2 separate regions of the Mus musculus genome follow, and region 2 is linked to region 1. A link is a contact called in public Hi-C data. All regions are on one chromosome and are shown on one strand. Each heading gives the region's core, a stretch centred on a gene start, on an enhancer-like site or on the middle of the called end of the contact. The rest is flanking DNA. Distances are from core to core; before and after follow the strand shown. Region 1 overlaps Taok3 (TAO kinase 3). Region 2 has its middle 8.5 kb from the start of Pebp1.

Evidence for each region. A called contact is a pair of places that touch in the nucleus more often than the background predicts.
Region 2: a contact with region 1 is called in a Hi-C map of pancreatic cancer cells, with 2.1 times the contacts expected there. The contact joins two enhancer-like sites. A contact is called at or near these places in 12 of 484 Hi-C or Micro-C datasets (ECoMG-derived neutrophils, the HPC-7 cell line, embryonic stem cells and 4 more), 1 of 115 datasets of contacts at active chromatin or transcription factors (embryonic stem cells) and 4 of 9 other capture datasets (adipose tissue, embryonic stem cells, liver and 1 more).

What each region holds. Positions count from the first base shown.
Region 1 is chr5:117,209,900-117,213,087 of GRCm38.p6, forward strand. All of the region lies in intron 9 of Taok3 (TAO kinase 3), which reads left to right. Among named protein-coding and RNA genes, the nearest start is that of Pebp1, 76 kb to the right of the region's middle. Within about 2 kb of position 1,397, at least 18 of the 459 cell types and tissues checked have an H3K27ac peak or open chromatin away from gene starts, as enhancers often do. A contact at or near this core is called in pancreatic cancer cells, where this site is marked.
Region 2 is chr5:117,277,266-117,280,954 of GRCm38.p6, forward strand. No RefSeq gene overlaps it. Among named protein-coding and RNA genes, the nearest start is that of Pebp1, 8.5 kb to the right of the region's middle. Within about 2 kb of position 1,791, at least 60 of the 459 cell types and tissues checked have an H3K27ac peak or open chromatin away from gene starts, as enhancers often do. A contact at or near this core is called in pancreatic cancer cells, where this site is marked.

The DNA.
Region 1 (3,188 bases), core at 147-2,646:
TAAGTGCTAATACCTGAGACTTTCCTGACCTGAGACATCACACACCCTGTCTCTACAGTAACTCCATGGCTTTGCTTTAGAACCCAGCCATACTGGGGGAAATATTAGAAGACTCAAGTATATAACTTTACCCAGTGGTAGAACCTTGAAGAAAACTTCATAGTAAAAGATGCACCAGCTTGACAGTTATCCCCAGGGACTGGAATGGTGCTCAGGACTTGCTACTCTCCAGAGGACCTTAACAGATTCCCAGCACCCACATAGGGACACATACACACAGATACACACACACACATACATACACAGACATAGACATACACACACATACACATTCACACAGATACATACAGACATACACACACATATACACCCACAGACACACACAGACACACATAGATACACATAGACATACGCACACATACACACTCACACAGATACATACAGACATAGACACACAGACACACACAGACATACACATATACAGACACACTCACAGTCACACACACACACACACACACACACCCCAAACATGGTGGCATACATAGGTCCCAGCAGTTGGGAAGCTCGCGGGGTCAGAGGAGACCACTACTTTGTTACCCATTTCAGTCCTGAGCCTCACTGTACCTCAGTTTCCTCCCTAGTTGCCAGTCTCTGGTAGGCGTGAGCAGCATCCAGGCCATGCCTGAGACAGTGAGTACCTGACACAGGACAGGAACTCCATAGCTAGAAGCAGTTAGTGTCACCTGCAGTTAGGGCTGCCCACCAGATCTCTTCATAAGAAGTGTTTGCCCCTTCAAAGGCAAAAGTACTTATCCAAGAGTGGGGTGCCCTTGGGTCATCTCTCTCTCAAGTAGAGTACAGCCCACTGGTTCTAATTTAGCACAGCCAGGGAGAACTGTTAGCCACAACCCACTAAGCTGGCCCCGCTAAATCCTGATCTCGGCTGGCCCAGATGAAGAGTCCACAAAGATGTAACCATTGTCTTTCCCTGAAGCAGGAACTTTTTAAATGTCATGTAGCAAGATTGGCTTTCCTGTTCTTTGATCCTTTCGGCTAAGAAAACATGGGATCCAGACTGGGGAGACAGTTCAATAGATAAAAATCCTTCCTGCCTTAATTAAAGACCAGGTTCATATCCCCAGCACCGATGCCAATGTGGCTGCCCACTTGTTTTGTTTTGTTTTGTTTGTAACTTTTTTTTTGATTCTTTGTGAGTTTCACATCATGTACCCAAACCCCATTCCTCTCCCAATCCCTCTGTATCTGCCCCCCTCCCTTGCAGTCCCCACCTTAAATAAAACAACACACACACAAACAGATCTCACCATGGAAGCAGCAGTGTGTCACGGTGTGTCACGGTGTGTGTCACACAGCACACCCTTATCTCCAGGCAGCTTCATTTGCAGATGTTCATTGCAATGAGTCATTGGTGGTCTGAGGCCTCTGGTCCTGTTGTGGCCCTGTGTCACAGAGAGCCTGCATCTTTAGTTCTACAGGACTGGTCCTTTCGTACACTACAGCAGTTCATAGATGGGGTAGATGTTGGGGTGGGGTAACTCAGAGACCTGGATCTGGGCCCGGGTGGATGCCGATTTGGTCAGCCCAGCGGCTCTCCTGCACCCAGGCCATCAGGGCCAGCTCTCCTGCTTCACTCAGGCAAGGGGCAGGGCCAGCACTCCTGACTGTGGTACCTGGCAAGGGGCAGGACCTGCTCTCTCAAGCCCATACTATCAGGGCCAGCTCTCCAGCACTTTCCCATAGAGGGGCAGGACCTGGCAGCCCAGGCACAGTCACAGAGTTCAGGAGGAGGCAGCAGGTGACCTCTGAAGCAAGCTGGCCGACGAGACTAGCTGGATCAGCAAGCTCTGGTTCAAGTGAGAGACCCCTTAGAGCACGGTCAAGGAAGGCACTAACGCCAGTCTCTGGCCTCCATCTGCATGCACACACATGTGCACCCACACATATGCAGACATGCATACACACATTCACTCACAAACACACCACACATGTAGGCCATGTACATGCAAACACACATGAAAGCACACCTACACACCTGTAAACATACACACTCAGTGACCCACACTTGCCAAAATAAGGACTCCTAGATCCTTGGTCACAGGGTAGCACCAGCCCTGGCTTTGCCCTGGCAGAACTATGCCACCTCCTGTGCTCCACAGATGCAGTGATGAGCTCCCTAGAAAGGGCCACATGATAAATGGTCTAAACTCTGCAGGACCTGCTGTACATGTCTGCACGGCTTGTACCTTCCCCACTGGAACAGAAAACTCCTGTGGGAAAAACCTCACGACAAAGAAGTGGGCTGCTGGCAGACTCCGGCCTTTGCTCTGTGGTGTTCTGTCTCAGTGACAAGCCATGTCACCATGGCTATGATTCTGGTTTTGCTTGGTTGGCTGGCTGGTTGGTTAGAGACAGGGTCTCACTGTGCAGCCCAGGCTGTTCTAGACCCTGAGGTCTTCTTACTTTAGCCTACACAGTGCTGGGATTATAGGCCATCGGCACCAGGCTCAGCTGGCTCCCGGGGTGTGTATGGCAAAGGACTTAAACATAGACCAGACCTTTCATATCCAGTGTTTGAAGGATGGCTCCAGGCTCTGGCTTTTCTACTGTGGTGGTTTCCACAGCATCTGAGGGCAGCTGTCATGGCTTGTCCCCAGGCTTGCTCATCCTGGGCTCCCATGTAGGCTTCAAGGCCAAGTTGCTGCTGTCTACTGCTGAATTTTGGGTTTGTTTTTCTCTTATGAGACAGGGTCTCATATATAACCCAGGCTGGCCTTGAAATCACTGTGTAATGTCATCGGTTGACCTTGAACTTCTGATGCTCCTGTCTCCACCTCCCAAGTGCTAGGATTACAGACTGCTACACCACACCCAATATGTGCAATGTAGGGATTAAACCAAAGGCTTCATGCATGGTAGGCAAGCACTCTACCAACTGGGCTACATCCTCTTCCTAATCTTCTGTTTTCTTTATTTAGTCCCTTCTTTTAACTGCTTCTCCCTTGCAAGCCAGTGTTCCTCTGGGCAGCTTGTGCCTAACTAAGAGTTTCCTTATCCCTCTGATGGGGAGCCCATCACATGGTGTCTGATGCAAGCCCGAAGACCTTAGTCTCACCGTCATCATCTCTACGCCTGCCTGTCTTTCTAGTCTATCTGGAGTGCCATGGCAT
Region 2 (3,689 bases), core at 541-3,040, 68 kb after region 1:
AGTGCTTGCTGCCAAGTCCAAGTTCAAACCCTGGAGCCCACATGATAAAAGGCAAAAACCCACTCCTGCAAATTGTCCTCTGACCTCTCCACAGGCGCCCTGGCATGTGCGTGCGCATGTGCACACACAAAAGAAATGATTTTTTAAAACGTGTTTGTCAGGCATATAGCTAAGGCATAGCTGGTAATCCTTGATCTGTAATTATGGAGGCTATTTACTGAGTGCCTGCCATGTCTCTCCGAGATGCCTGAGGGGTGTCAATGTGCCTCAGACAGGAGGATGTTAGCAGTCAAATGGAGACGATCTCAGGACTGGAAGAAACCCCGAGACTAGTGATTATGATGAATGACTGATAGAAAGTCCTATGGACGCAGAAGTCAGTCAGAAGCTGGTCTGACCTGTAGCCAGCCTCAGTTACACTCCATCTCAAAACAAAGAGGAAAAAAAAAAAACCAAGTCCCTAAACTTAAGTGGCGCTCCACAACCATCCAGAAGACTTCATTATGCATGGGATAGCCTTCTCTGCTGGCCTCGCACAAAGTCCGCAAGCACTCTACCACTGAGCCACGCCTCCACCCAGCACATTCCCAGTTCTTGACTGCACACATGTGTGTGCAATGCGCACGCACACGCACACACACACACACACACACACACACACACACACTCTGTAGTACTAGTTAACAGCTGCCTGTAACTCCAGCTCCAGAGGATATAGTACTACAGTGCCCTCTGTTGGCCTCTAAAGGCACTGCACTTACATAGGCATACCTGCATACACACACACACACACACACACACACACACACACACACATTTTTAAATAATATTTTTAAAAACCAGAAATCTGGGTCTGGAGAGATGGCTCAGTGGTTAAGAGCACCAACTGCTCCTCCAGAGGTCCTGAGTTTAATTCCCAGCAACCACATGGTGGCTCACAACCATCTGTAATGGGATCTGATGCCCTCTTCTGGTGTGTCTGAAGAGAGCAATTGTGTACTCATATACATAAAATAAATAAATAAATCTTAAAAAAAAAACAGAAATCTGGGTTTTACCTGATTATTACGGGTTTTTACCAGGGTTGGGCGTGCCGGTCAGGTGACAGGGTGTTTACTGACCATACATAGAACTGAGTTCCACTCCCACAGCACCACATAAACCTGGTCCTACAGTGCACACCTGAGAGGCGGGGCTGGGGGGTCAATCAGAGGTTTGAGTCTGAGGTGAGCTTGGGAGACATAACACCCTGTCAAAGAGAGAGAGAGAGAGAGAGAGAGAGAGAGAGAGAGAGAGAGAGAGAGAGAAAGGAAAGAAGGAAAGGAAAGGAAAGGAAAGGAAAGGAAAGGAAAGGAAAGGAAAGGAAAGGAAAGGAAAGGAAAGGAAAGGAAAGGAAAGGAAAGGAAAGGAAAGGAAAGGAAAGGAAAGGAAAGGAAAGGACAGACTAACAGACCTATAAGTTTGCACATCTTGAAATAGCAGTGGAAACACGGCCCCAGAGCCACAGAGCCGGAGCCATGAGAATTTCACCTAGCCCACTCAAACAGTACTGTGGGGGTCATCAGAACATTGGCAGAGAGGGAGAGCTTCCAAAAATGACAGTGTGTTTAGACGAGCCAGGTCTCCAAGTTGCCTGGCAGGTTCAAGGAACCAGGAGGCAGCCTTGTAGTTCAGGAGCCGAGTGTGAGCAGGAGCCAAGAGCCTTGCAACAGTCACAGGACAGAAGACTTCCAGGCCCTGTGGGTCTGTGAATCACTCAGGGATTTCCACTCTGAGGCTGCCTGACTTTGCACCGATGTCAAGACAGGCTTCGACCGTATGCCGTTGGGTTTAAACATTGACAAGGTATTAGGGCCAGGGAGGGGGGGCGGGGAGGGGAGAGGGGGACGACTCTGTGAGGGGGATCAGAAGAGGGAGCAGCATTTGGGATGTAAATAAGTTAATTTAGAACATATATGAGATATGGCCTCCGTTTATTGGAGGTGAATTCAGAAATGCCAGAGGGGTGACACGGTGGCGGCACATGTTCCCTTCTGCATGAGTGTTTACAGTAACAGGCACACCCCAGAATTCTAACCTTAGAAACACTGGGCTCTGGGCCAATGGTGAGCCAGCAAGAAGGCCCAGCAACAAAGGAGCTTACTGTGCAAACCTGGTGACCTGGGTCTAATACCTGGACTAATAGGACAGGATCAATTCCACCAAGTCATCCACTGACCACACGCGTGCTGTGGCACACACCCACACAATAGGCACGCACAGAAGAATAAGGTCAAGTTTTAACACTGGATTGTGAGCCCCTGGGCTGTACTGTGAGACACCTGTTGTCATGGCTGATATTATGACAGGATCCAGGATCAAACCCTAGAAGAGTCATCTCTGGGCGTGTCTATCTGCATTAGGCTGAGGTGGGAAGATCTACCCTAACTGTAGGTGACATTGCCACTGGTTGGAGTCCAGGATTGAATAAAAAGGAGAAAGTGAGCTGGGTGTTGGCTTTCACAGTTTTGCTCCCTGACTGTGGATGCCACGGTGACAGCTACTTCAATACTTCAAGCTCCTACTGCCACACCCTCCCTGCCATAATAGACTGAAACTGTGAGGCGCAATAGTCCCTCCCTCAAGCCACTTCAATTTTGTCAGCAATGTTCTTGTGCTAATCCCAGGCTCTTATCTTACACTCTTGGGAAGGCTATAAACGGGGAGCAGTCCTGACTTCTGCACTTTAGTCCCGTATGTCCATCAGAATCCCATTCAACCATTTGGCTTTTTGTTTTGGTTTGGTGTTTTTAGACAGGGTTTCTCTGTGTCACCTTGTCTGTCCCAAGCTTGCTCTGTAGAGCAGGCTGACCTCAAACTCACTGAGATTCACCTGCCTCTGCCTCCCCAAATGCTGGGATTAAAGGTGTCGGTGCCACCTGGCGGCTTCTTCTTTTTTTTTAAACATGATTTCCTATGTATTTTTTCTGCATGTAGAAGAGGGCATCAGATTGTGAGCTGCCATGTGGGTGCTGGGAATTGAACTCAGGACCTGCGGAAGAACAGCCAGTGCTCTTAACCTGCTCTTACCCGCTGAGCCATCTCTCCACCCACTGTTCACTACATTTATTTTGTGTGTATGTGTGCTGGCTCACGTATCCCATGTCTCACATATGGGGACCAGAGGACAACTTTGGAGACTCAGTTCTTCCCCTCTACCATGTGGGTCCCTGACTACTCACTACTCTGGTAGGTGGTCAGAGTTGGTGACAGTGACTTTATTTGCTCAGCCATCTTGCCCCACCCCCACCCCCACCAGCCACACCTGTTTTAAGATAAGGAAGCAGAGTGGGCTGGAGTTCCTATTTCACCCTGATTACCACTTAAGAGAAAAATCTAACATCTTGCCATTAGTGAGAGGAAAATCACATGAAAAATAAGAGAGAAAAAATAAGTACATGATTTTAAGTATATGTAAATACCAAGTCACATTGTTTGAACTTTGATATAAATGACTTGTCTGCCCAGAGGGCAGTTTGCATGAATCAGAACTGAAACGATGCATTCCTGTGGACATGACTATCACAATACAAGGAACTCCCCCAGAAAACTAACTTGTCACCGTATTTCTTGCATGAAGGCTGGGGAGTTGCTGAAGCGCTGTTTATAACAGCAAAGAAATGGAATAAAAGAAATCAGTGGTGTGAACT